2 separate regions of the Danio rerio genome follow, and region 1 is linked to region 2. A link is a contact called in public Hi-C data. All regions are on one chromosome and are shown on one strand. The core of a region is the stretch at or near the end of the contact, and the rest is flanking DNA. Distances in the headings are between cores, read along the strand shown. Region 1 holds the start of gdf10b (growth differentiation factor 10b). Region 2 overlaps frmpd2 (FERM and PDZ domain containing 2).

Region 1 (5,653 bases), core at 1,958-4,457, 34 kb after region 2:
ACAGCAAAACTTAGCTACAGTAAAACACAGTTCATATTACAGTTAAAGACTGTGTAATTTACAAAAATTCACGTTAATAAAACGTTAACCCCCTCTGTTGTGGTTTGATGAGATTCTGACTTTTCTAGCCGTGAAATAACTCAAATCATTCAGTGTGGTGATATTGAGCTATAATACACTCAAAACTTGCCGGAACTACTTTAGCTGTGCGTTTATCTGGAAATAACCACACGCCTCAGAACGTTCCTCAGCCAATCAGAGTCAAGCATTCAACAGTCCCACGATATAAGCAAATATGACAGACAGGCCGGATATTTCTAGAGCTGACAAAAAGCAAGTCTCTGATGAGGTGAAGCCAAACATTGATGAATGTTGGCACAGATGGAGGAGTTAACAGAGGTTTTCATGGCCCGCGGACATCCGTGACCGAATCAGTCAGAATGGTCATTTAGCTGGAGCCAGCGATAGGAGAAAAAGAAAGCTGGTGAGGGTCCAAAATCAACATTTCTGACACTGTCTTTTAGTTTAGATGAGCACTCAGAAAAAAAAAACAGGAGAATGAGAGAATGCTTTGAGTCCAGAGAGGTTGCAAAGGGTTTGTTGAGGTTTACTGTAGGGCGGCAGACATATTTGTCATTTCCAGACCAAAACACTGGGAAGATTGATCGGTTTGCCTTCATTTAGCGGCTATAGATTACTCTACTGTAAATGCCCGACACATTGTTTCACATACAGAACTTAAACAATCGTTAAAAGTTAATGAATGGCATATTAATATGTCAGGTAAACCAAAATATTCAGCCTTTCAGCTGAGTTTCTTTTTTTTGCGTCTTCAAGGAGGATAATTATGGCTGTATAATGTTTAAATATGGCGACACGGTGGCTCAGTGGTTTGTACTGTCACCTCAATGCAAGAAGGTCGCTGGTTTGAGCCCATGCAGGGTCAGTTGGCATTTCTGTGTGGAGTTTGCATGTTCTCACTGTGTTGTTGTGGGTTTCCTCTACAGTCCAAACACATGCGCTATAGGGGAATTGAATAAGCTAAATTGGCCGTAGTGTGTGTGTGTATGTGAATGAGGATGTATGGGTGTTTCCCAGTGCTGGGTTGCAGCTGGAAGGGTATCAGCTGTGTAAAACATGCTGGAATAGTTGGCGGTTCATTCCGCTGTGGCAATCTCAGATTAATAAAGAGACTAAGAAAATGGGAAAACTGAATAAATGAGTTGGCGGTTCATTCCGCTGTGGAATAAACTAACTAAGCTAAAGGAAAATGAATGTTTAAATACACATATTATAAAGATTTTCATATATACATTCAGTTCAGGTGAATTAATGGTGATCTCGAGCGAAGGCGTGCGGACAGAAATGGATGTGGTGTTGTAAGATGTTGCATATAAGCGCAAACCTTTCTGCCTCATCATTCATTATGGGGCAAACTTCAGACTGAAATGAGGGCATGTAAAGCTCGGCGTGAAAAGAAAAGTCTAACTGTGCTGAGCGCTGCAGCTGGAAGTATTTTAATGGCTTGTCAGCACCTCTTTCACAGAGCTGTGAGCGAGCAAAACTACTCAAATGCATAGAAACAGCCTGAAACGCCTTCCTAAGAGCTTACATTTACAGTTACATCCCTGAAATAATGTAGTGCTTTATGATATATTAGGTTTAAAACTGCTAAATGATGACATTTAATTGGTTTATTTGTAAAAGCATTATATTTTGGAGAATTTGGAGGACATTCCTGAGATGGCACATATACATACACTCAATTTTTTGTTGTTGTTCCTTGTTCAAACAACTAATTCATTCATTTTCCATCAGCCTAGTCCCTTTATCTATTAGGGGTCGCCACCAAGGAATGAACCGCCAACTATTCCAGCATATGTTTTACACAGCGGATGCCCTTCCAGCTGCAACCCAGTACTGGGAAACATCCATACACACTCATTCACACACATACACTATGGCCAATGTAGCTTACAACTAATTCAATTCAATTCAATAATTCAATTTAAGCTAAAAAAAACACAATTATTAAGATTTTGTTGCGACAACTTAATATTGTTAGTGTTCAATCAACTTAACTCAATCGATTTGTTTTGAGACAACATTTCATTTTTCTTCAGTTTAGTCCCTTTAATCATCAGGGGTTGCCACAGCGGAATGAACCACCAACTTATCCAGCATATGTTTTACACAGCGGATGCCCTTTCAGCTGCAACCTAGTACTGGGAAACACCTATACACACTCACTATGGCCAATTTAGTTTGGGCAATTTCCCTATAGCGTACGTCTTGTGGGGGAAACAGGAGCACCAAGGAAATCTTGTCACATTGTATACATATTTAATTATTTATTTATATTTAATACATGCTTTTATACTTTATTTTATTCTTATTGAAGAGAACAATTTTTAAGCTTTTACAAAATAAAGGTTTTTTATTAGTATTATGAATGATTACAATAAAAAAATAACTATATTACAATCTTTTTTACACCAAGAAAATAATTGTTCTTTTAAGAACTGTTTAGTGACAGTTTGTATTGCATCATTGCATAAAAATATCATGTTTTTTTATTATTATTTATGGAACCATAAGTGCCAGTGGAGAACTAAAATTTTTGTAAATACGTCTAAATGCATGCAAAAAAATATGCAAACTAATTACACAGCATGTATTTTAACAAGTATGTATATATATATATATATATATATATATATATATATATATATATATATATATATATATATATATATATATATATAATGTGTTCTCTAACGGAACTTATGGCTTTATGAATGATAATAAAAAAAATCTTCAATTTTAAAAGCGTTCTTTATATATTTTTCTCACGTTTTTAAGTGGTTATGCAATGATGCAATAAAACTCTTTCAGTAAACAGCTCTTAAAAGAACGATTATTTTGCATTTTATTTTGCCACGACTGAATTGAAATGTTTATTATTATTATTATTAAGAATTTTTAAGCATACCTAAATGTTAAAATGTAAACTGTGTAATGCAATAAGAGATGAATGCGTGCATTTCATACATGCGCACACGAAACTCAAACACTACAGATGTGTGTGTGTGTGTGTGTGTGTGTGTGTGTGTGTGTGTGTGTGTGTGTGTGTGTTCGTGCTTTCAGGATGCTTTTTTTTGCGTTCAGCATGATGCTTTATAAGCTTCTCGTTGGCTTCGCGTCATCATCATCTGTCATCGCTTCAGCAGAGAAACAAGTGTATGAGCTGCAGCCAACCGCTCCACATCACTCGCACACACTCATTCGCCTGCGTTGGCTTTTAAAGGAGAGTTTGCATTCATTTTGCGAAGGATAACCCGTGAATATGGCATCGGTTTGTGCGGTGGCGCGCGTTTTGCTCTGTTTGAACGTCGTCAAAGTTTACTTGGTGAGCTCGGAGCTGAACGGAGATATTCCCGCAGAAGAGCCCACCATCCACAGCCCTGCTCGAGATATGATGACGGTTCATATGTACAGAGTTTATGATAAATACAGCAAGAAGCAGCAGCAGCATCAACAGCAACTCAATGTGAACACAATACGAAGCTTTAGAGGAGTTCCAGGTGAGTGAAAGTAAAAAAAAAGGAGTAATTTACAAACTGTGCGACTGATATACTGTAAATAAACACTGTAAATGTGGTGAGTTAATATCTTAAGATATATTAATTAACTTTGTTTAACGACTTGATTTCTATTTAATTACTTGCACCCCAAATGAAAACACTAATGTAAATATAGTGTTTTTAAACCTTATACTGTCTTTAAAACGTTATTTAATCGACTTTAATCGTTTATATTTAATTACTTACACCCCACTTGAAAAAAAAACTATAGTAATGTTGAGTAAATACTATGTTTTTGAACCATACTATAGCGAATACTTTCCCAGTATGGGGTTGCAGCTGGAAGAGCATCCGCTGTGTAAAACATATGCTTGAATAGTTGGTGGTTCATTCAGCTGTGGAAGCTGAAGGAAAATGAACGAATGACAATAGTGAATACTTCTTGTGGTAATTCTATTGGGAACACAATAGTAAAATATAAACAAATTACCCCAAAATGTAGTTTTCGACAAATATTGGATATCTTATACTACAATACAGCAGTTCACTGTGGTAAAACTAAAGTATACTACAATATTATCAGTTAACTGTAGTTAATTAATAGTATTCTCTAGCATTTATTAACAGAGTTGTCAACACTATAATATATACAGTGTAAAACACTTATACACTAGAATATTTTTTTATAAATCACTATAGTATTTTTTTCATGTGGGTATATATATATATTTTAATATTAAGTTAGATTTAGGTTGTGATATCAGGTGACCAAAATTCAATGTCTAGTCAGCATCTAAGGACGTTATTTTGACGTCCAATAATGGCATCAAATGATGTTGATATTTGGTTGATTTTAGGTTGTGTTGGAAATTGACAAAATCCAACGTCGAGCCAACATCTTAATCTAACGTCATATTGACGTCAAATACTGACATTTATTCATCAAGTAAGCAACCAAAATCCAACGTCTGATAGACATCACAGTGGTAACATCCACACAATGTCAAGCTGTAGCGTCATTAAACGTTGATAGTTGGTTGATTTTAGGTTGTGTTGGAAAGTGACCAAAATCCAGCGTCGAGTCAACATCTTAAACCAACGTCATATTGACGTCAAATACTGGCATTTATTCGACTGGTATGGCAAATGAAATCCAACGTCTAATAGACGTCATAGTGGTAAAGTCCACACAACCTCAAGCTGTAACATCATTACACGTTGATATTTGGTTTATTTTAGGTTGTGGAAAGTAACCGATATCCAACGTTGAGCCAACGTCTAAATCCAACGTCATACTGACCACAAATACTGGCATTTATTCGTCAGGTATGGCAATCAAAATCCAACGTCTGATAGACGTCATAGTGCTAATGTCCACACAACGTCAAGCTGTACCATCATTACACGTTGATATTTGGTTGATTTTAGATTGGACGTCTGACACTGACGTCAGCCTGACGTTTATTTGGCAAACAAAATGCAACGTCCCCACGACGATGGGGTACAACCAGGGTGCGAATTACAGGGGTGTTAGGGGGGGTCTGGTCCCCCTAATTAACGAAAATCAAATGTATAGAGGTGTTTGCTCTGATCTGTATCTAAAATAATATTAATAATTAAACTATTGAATTATAAATATACTTTTAACTACTCTATAATGGTTCATACCATTTACAATGCCCAATTGCGCCAATCAGTCTATACGAAACTGCAGTCTGAAACTGCAGATCAAGAGACATAAGTGTCCGCAAGACACTTAAAATAGGTGTTTGTATCTACGTACTGTATATTTTAAAAGTAATGTCAAATTAGATGCATAGTTTGACCTACAGGAACTTCTAAAATAGCTAATCAGAGGTAACTACGTCAAAATATGCTAAATATCCTCAAAACATTCATTTTCTTGTTGGCTTAGTTCCTTTATTAGTAAGGGGTCGCCACAGCGGAATGAACCGTCAACTTATCCAGTAAGTTTTTACGCAGCGCATGCAGTTCCAGCCGCAACCCATCTCTGCGAAAATCCTCAAAACACTGAAAACTCAAATACAGTATGTTTGATTAATAGATTA
Region 2 (4,845 bases), core at 180-2,679:
TTATATCGAATCGTGATAAAATTTATATCAATAACAATAAGCTGTGGACTTTTTTACTCTATACTGATCTAATAGCTTCGGAGAACCGGAAGGAATGTGATGGTGGGGAAAAAATGGGTGGAAAAAAAAGGGGATAGAAAAATATATATTTTTAAAAGATTTTTCTCTCGCAAAGATGTTTTGCGTTCCCTTGCAAAACTGTTTTCTAATAACTGTTGGCTAATAATTCTGACTTCAACTGCATGTCAAAACAAACTTTTATTTTGGATGTGGTTCATCTTTGCCCAGCACTAAAAATAAAAAAATAACAACAATAGTAGTTTGCTAATGTTTATTTTTTTATGTAGTTTTTTTTTTATTGTAACATATTAACAATACAAAAATAAATATATATATATATATATATATATATATATATATATATATATATATATATATATATATATATATATATATATATATATATATAAACATATACATGCCAGGGGGTAAGCATAAATCAAATACAAATATACATATGTAAACATCAAATGAATACATTGTAGAGTTCACAAAGTTTTAAAGTGCATAGGGCTTTCTTATTTAGAGAGTCTCTGATACTACTAATATATAGGCATAATTCAGTCATCAACACCTTAAAGTTGGGTTTCTTATTGGTAAATTTACATTTATGAATGTAAAATTTTGTTAGCAAAATAATTAAATTAATTAAATGAAAACAATTTTCCTCTTGAATAGGGTACATAGAAATGCCAAAAAGTACATGTTCCCACAACAATGATAGAGGTTTAGAACACTGTAATTTGTTATTAATAAATTTTTGCACCTCACTCCATAAGTTGACTGAGTATGCGCAATGCCAAAATAAGCGCCGTCTCCTCATATTCATTACAAAAAATACAATTTATATCAATCCCACTTTTAAATTTTTGTAAATAATGTTTTGCTGGATAAAATCTGTGGAGAAGTTTGTAAGATATTTTATTTCTAACATGGTATTTCTGTGGTAACAGCCACACTTTTTTCCAGCAAATCACTTGATCCTTTAATAAAGACATCCAATAAGATTAAATATAAGGTACAGTAATAAATTCTCTTTGGAAAAGGGTACGCATAGCTTTATTATTACTCTTGGTATATATATTAAAACAGGTTTTGCCCACATATGATTTAGTGACATCAAAAGACGATGCATCAAAAGCACGGACTTGATTAATACCTCTAAATAACATATGGACCCTGAAGGATTTGAATTAATAACAGTTGAAAATTCTTGTTGGGTAGTTTGCTAATGTTTAACCAACGGCTGTTCATGGGCAAAATAAATAACCAGCAGATGGTGCAAATGAGTCATGAAGGATTATTTTGAGGAAGGCGGCAGACGAGCAGCTCAAAGCGGAAACTCAGGAGTCAACACGGGGTCAAAGCTCAAGTTTCAGTCTATGGCATTTTTATAAATCAGTTGTGAAATCCTGGTTGAGACGAGGCCGTGTGGCATTGCTTTTATCATTAAAATAATAATTCAAAAAATGTATTTTTCTCACCAAAACTGATCATGAAAGATACTAAAAATATAAATACTGGGTTGTTGTAACCCAACATTGGGTTAAATGTGAACACATTTGTTCAATTCAATTTAAATGACACTGTTTACCCTAATGGGTTGAGCTTATCCATATTTGACCCAACAGCCTTTTTTTCTTAAAGTGTAGTTTCATTCATTTTATTTTTGGCTTAGTCCCTTTATTCATCAGGGCAGGGGTCGCCACAGCGGAATGAACCGACATCACTGGGAAACACCCTTACATTCACAGTGATACACTACGGCCAATTTAGTTCATCATTTCCCCTATAGCGCATGTGTTTGGACTGTGGGGGAAACTAGTGCACCCGAAGGAAACTCACACCAACATGGGGAGAACATGCAAACTCCACATAGAAATGCTAACTGACTCAGCAGGGGCTCGAACCAGTCACCTTCTTGCTGTAAGGCGATCGTGTTTTTACATTATGTTCTTATAATTTGATTTTAATATTATATTCCAGTTTAGATTATGACAGAACTAAAGAGTTTCAGAAATAATTATGTGCCTCACTTATTTAGACTTTCAAACAAGGCTCCCTGAACCTGAATGCTTTTAGGATGCTTAATTATATATGAAATTAAATTTCAGCACTGTTTATTAATTTGTTTGTGTATACAGTAGATGTAGGGCGGGTCTTGATTTTGTCCGTGGGAGATTGATTGGCTCATTGGAGCGTATCTCATGTGAATGACAGGATGGTTGATCCCGTTCTTACTCTAGTAAACATTAATCAGAGAAGAGATGATACTGAAGAGGGAGGGGAAGTTATTCTAATCAAACATGAATTAAATTAAACCTTTTTTTTAAATTGCACATTGTTTAAATTTATAATAAAGAGCTACAGTTACAACAAAAACTAAAAGTAATAATATAAAACTAAACTCATAAAAAGGCAAACGCATTATAAAATCTGATTGTTAATTGATCATATTTGCTTAGAATTAACCCGTATGTCAACACATTCAACTTATATTTACTACATCACCAAAATATCATACAATACAGAAGAGTCCACTAATCAGAGAGCTGCAGTGAGCCAAAAATGATTGTTAGTCCCGCCCACTTCCATAAAGCAATGCACATATTCCTTTAGTTTATGTACACAAAATAACTTTTAGACTTCTTTGCTATTAAGCTGACAGCACTGTGCTTTGTCTTATTGTCTGGTTTTAATATATTTCTTTGTTTCTGAGTTTGGTAATGCTCGAATCTCCTCGTAACCTGTTGGTTTTGTTCACAATTAATAATGCTTTAATAAAAAAAAAGAAAGAAAGAATGGGAAAATATGTCCAGATCCAGCAAACAGGAACTGATGCACTTCATAATTAATGCATGTCTAATAAAAAATATATAATAAAATTAATCATAATATTAAACAAACTGTGATAACTTTAATTTCAGTGTTTTGTGATTATGATGTGTATCAAAGCTCATTCATACTAATGCCCTTTATAATTAATAGATGTTTAATAAAAATATGTAGTTATAATAATAATAATAATAATAATAATAATAATAATAATGATGATGATGATGATAAACAAGAGCTGTGGTGACTTTAATTTCAGTGCTTTGTGATTATGATGTGTATTGAGGCTCACACATACTAATGCACTTCATAAATAATGCATTTATAATCAAAATATATAATAACAATAATAATAATAATAATAGTAATAATAATAAAAATGCTAATAATAATAATGATGATAAACAAGAGCTGTGGTGACTTTAATTTCAGTGCTTTGTGATTATGATGTGTATTGAGGCTCACACATACTAATGCACTTCATAAATAATGCATTTGTAATCAAAATATACTAATAATAATAATAATAATAATAATAATAATAATATTAATAATAATAATAATAATAATGATGATGATGATAAACAAGAACTGTGGTGACTTTAATTTCAGTGCTTTGGGATTATGATGTGTATTAAGACTCAATACATACTAATGCACTTCATAAATAATGCATTTATAATCAAAATATACTATAATAACAATAATAACAATAAGCAAGAACTGTGGTGACTTTAATTCCAGTGCTTTGTGATGACGATGTGTTTTAAGGTTCATAAATACTGATACACACCATAATTAATGCATTTTTAGTAAAAAATAAATAATGAACAAACTGTGGTGACTTTAATTGCAGTGTATTGTGATTATAATGTGTATTAAAGCTCATTTATACTAATGCACTTCATAATTAATGCATCTGTAATATCTGTAAGATGTACAATAATAATAATAATGATAAAAACAATAATAATATTATTACTAATAATAATAACAATAATAAAAATAAGGATAATAATAATAAAAAACAAGAACTGTGGTGACTTTAATTTCAGTGTTTATCTTGTTTTGTGATTATGATGTGTATTCAAGCTAATACAGCAGCTTCGTTTAAGACACAAAACATTTATTAATAATATAAATCTAGAAATCATGACAGAAGAGATTTGTCAATTAATTATACGTTTTTTGATCTTAAAAAAACAGCTGATTTTTTGATAATCTTTTAGCTTTTTATGCAGCTTACAAGACCCTGTTTTTATTTACTTTCATTCAATTTAAAAGCGTATTATTCTCAATTAATTTTATGATTTCCTCAAAAAACAGCTTTTTGGGTGAACTTTCCCTTCAACCCAATCTTCTGCTCAGAGTGTTGAAGAAACAGATGACTGAGCATCAGTATTACATGATTTCCAGGCAGAACATGATGCAAATCGCTGTTCTCATATTCCTGTACTCGTATAATAACGATTTACAGGCCTCTTTGAAGATAACAATATGTGTCGGATGGTTATTTATGCTGTCCCAAACATAAACGATGCCAATGAAAGTTTTATCTTGGTGATAAATACAGCGCCGTGATTTGCTCTAAACTCTGTCATCAGCTCCAACAGCAACAATAACAAAAGCATGAATGGAGAAAACAAACGCAGATCGTTTATTCCTCGCTGTCATCTGTTATCCGAGAGATTGCGAGAACATCGGCGACTCTTCCAAACGCCTGTCAAACATTCAGCTCACATCATCTCTGACTTTCGCTAATGTGCTGGTTTCCATTACATTACGTTGAGTGACAACATGAGGCAGGTCATGATAGCAAAACTACTGCTGGCATGAGCTCCGTCTGTCAGGACATCACTGCAATAACCAGCTATTATCAGCCGTCATATTGTTAAACATAGCATTTTCCTGGATTCAACTCAAACATCCAACATCTTACAAGTTGGCTAA

Evidence for each region. Hi-C and Micro-C count contacts between places; a contact is called where the count stands out from the background.
Region 1: a Hi-C map of an unstated tissue shows a contact between it and region 2, with 2.2 times the contacts expected there. The contact joins the promoter of gdf10b here to the enhancer-like site in region 2. A contact is called at or near these places in 2 of 18 Hi-C or Micro-C datasets (caudal fin and an unstated tissue).

The regions. Positions count from the first base shown.
Region 1 is chr12:3,024,991-3,030,643 of GRCz12tu, forward strand. It overlaps gdf10b (growth differentiation factor 10b), which reads left to right and starts at 3,208. Exons shown (of 3, transcript XM_068224687.2): 1 at 3,208-3,584. The coding sequence starts at 3,347. The region is part of intron 24 of frmpd2 (FERM and PDZ domain containing 2); the gene reads left to right. The region is part of intron 4 of LOC103911892 (a long non-coding RNA gene); the gene reads right to left.
Region 2 is chr12:2,992,357-2,997,201 of GRCz12tu, forward strand. The region is part of intron 24 of frmpd2 (FERM and PDZ domain containing 2); the gene reads left to right. All of the region lies in intron 4 of LOC103911892 (a long non-coding RNA gene), which reads right to left. Among named protein-coding and RNA genes, the nearest start is that of gdf10b, 33 kb to the right of the region's middle. Within about 2 kb of position 1,430, at least 3 of the 62 cell types and tissues checked have an H3K27ac peak or open chromatin away from gene starts, as enhancers often do.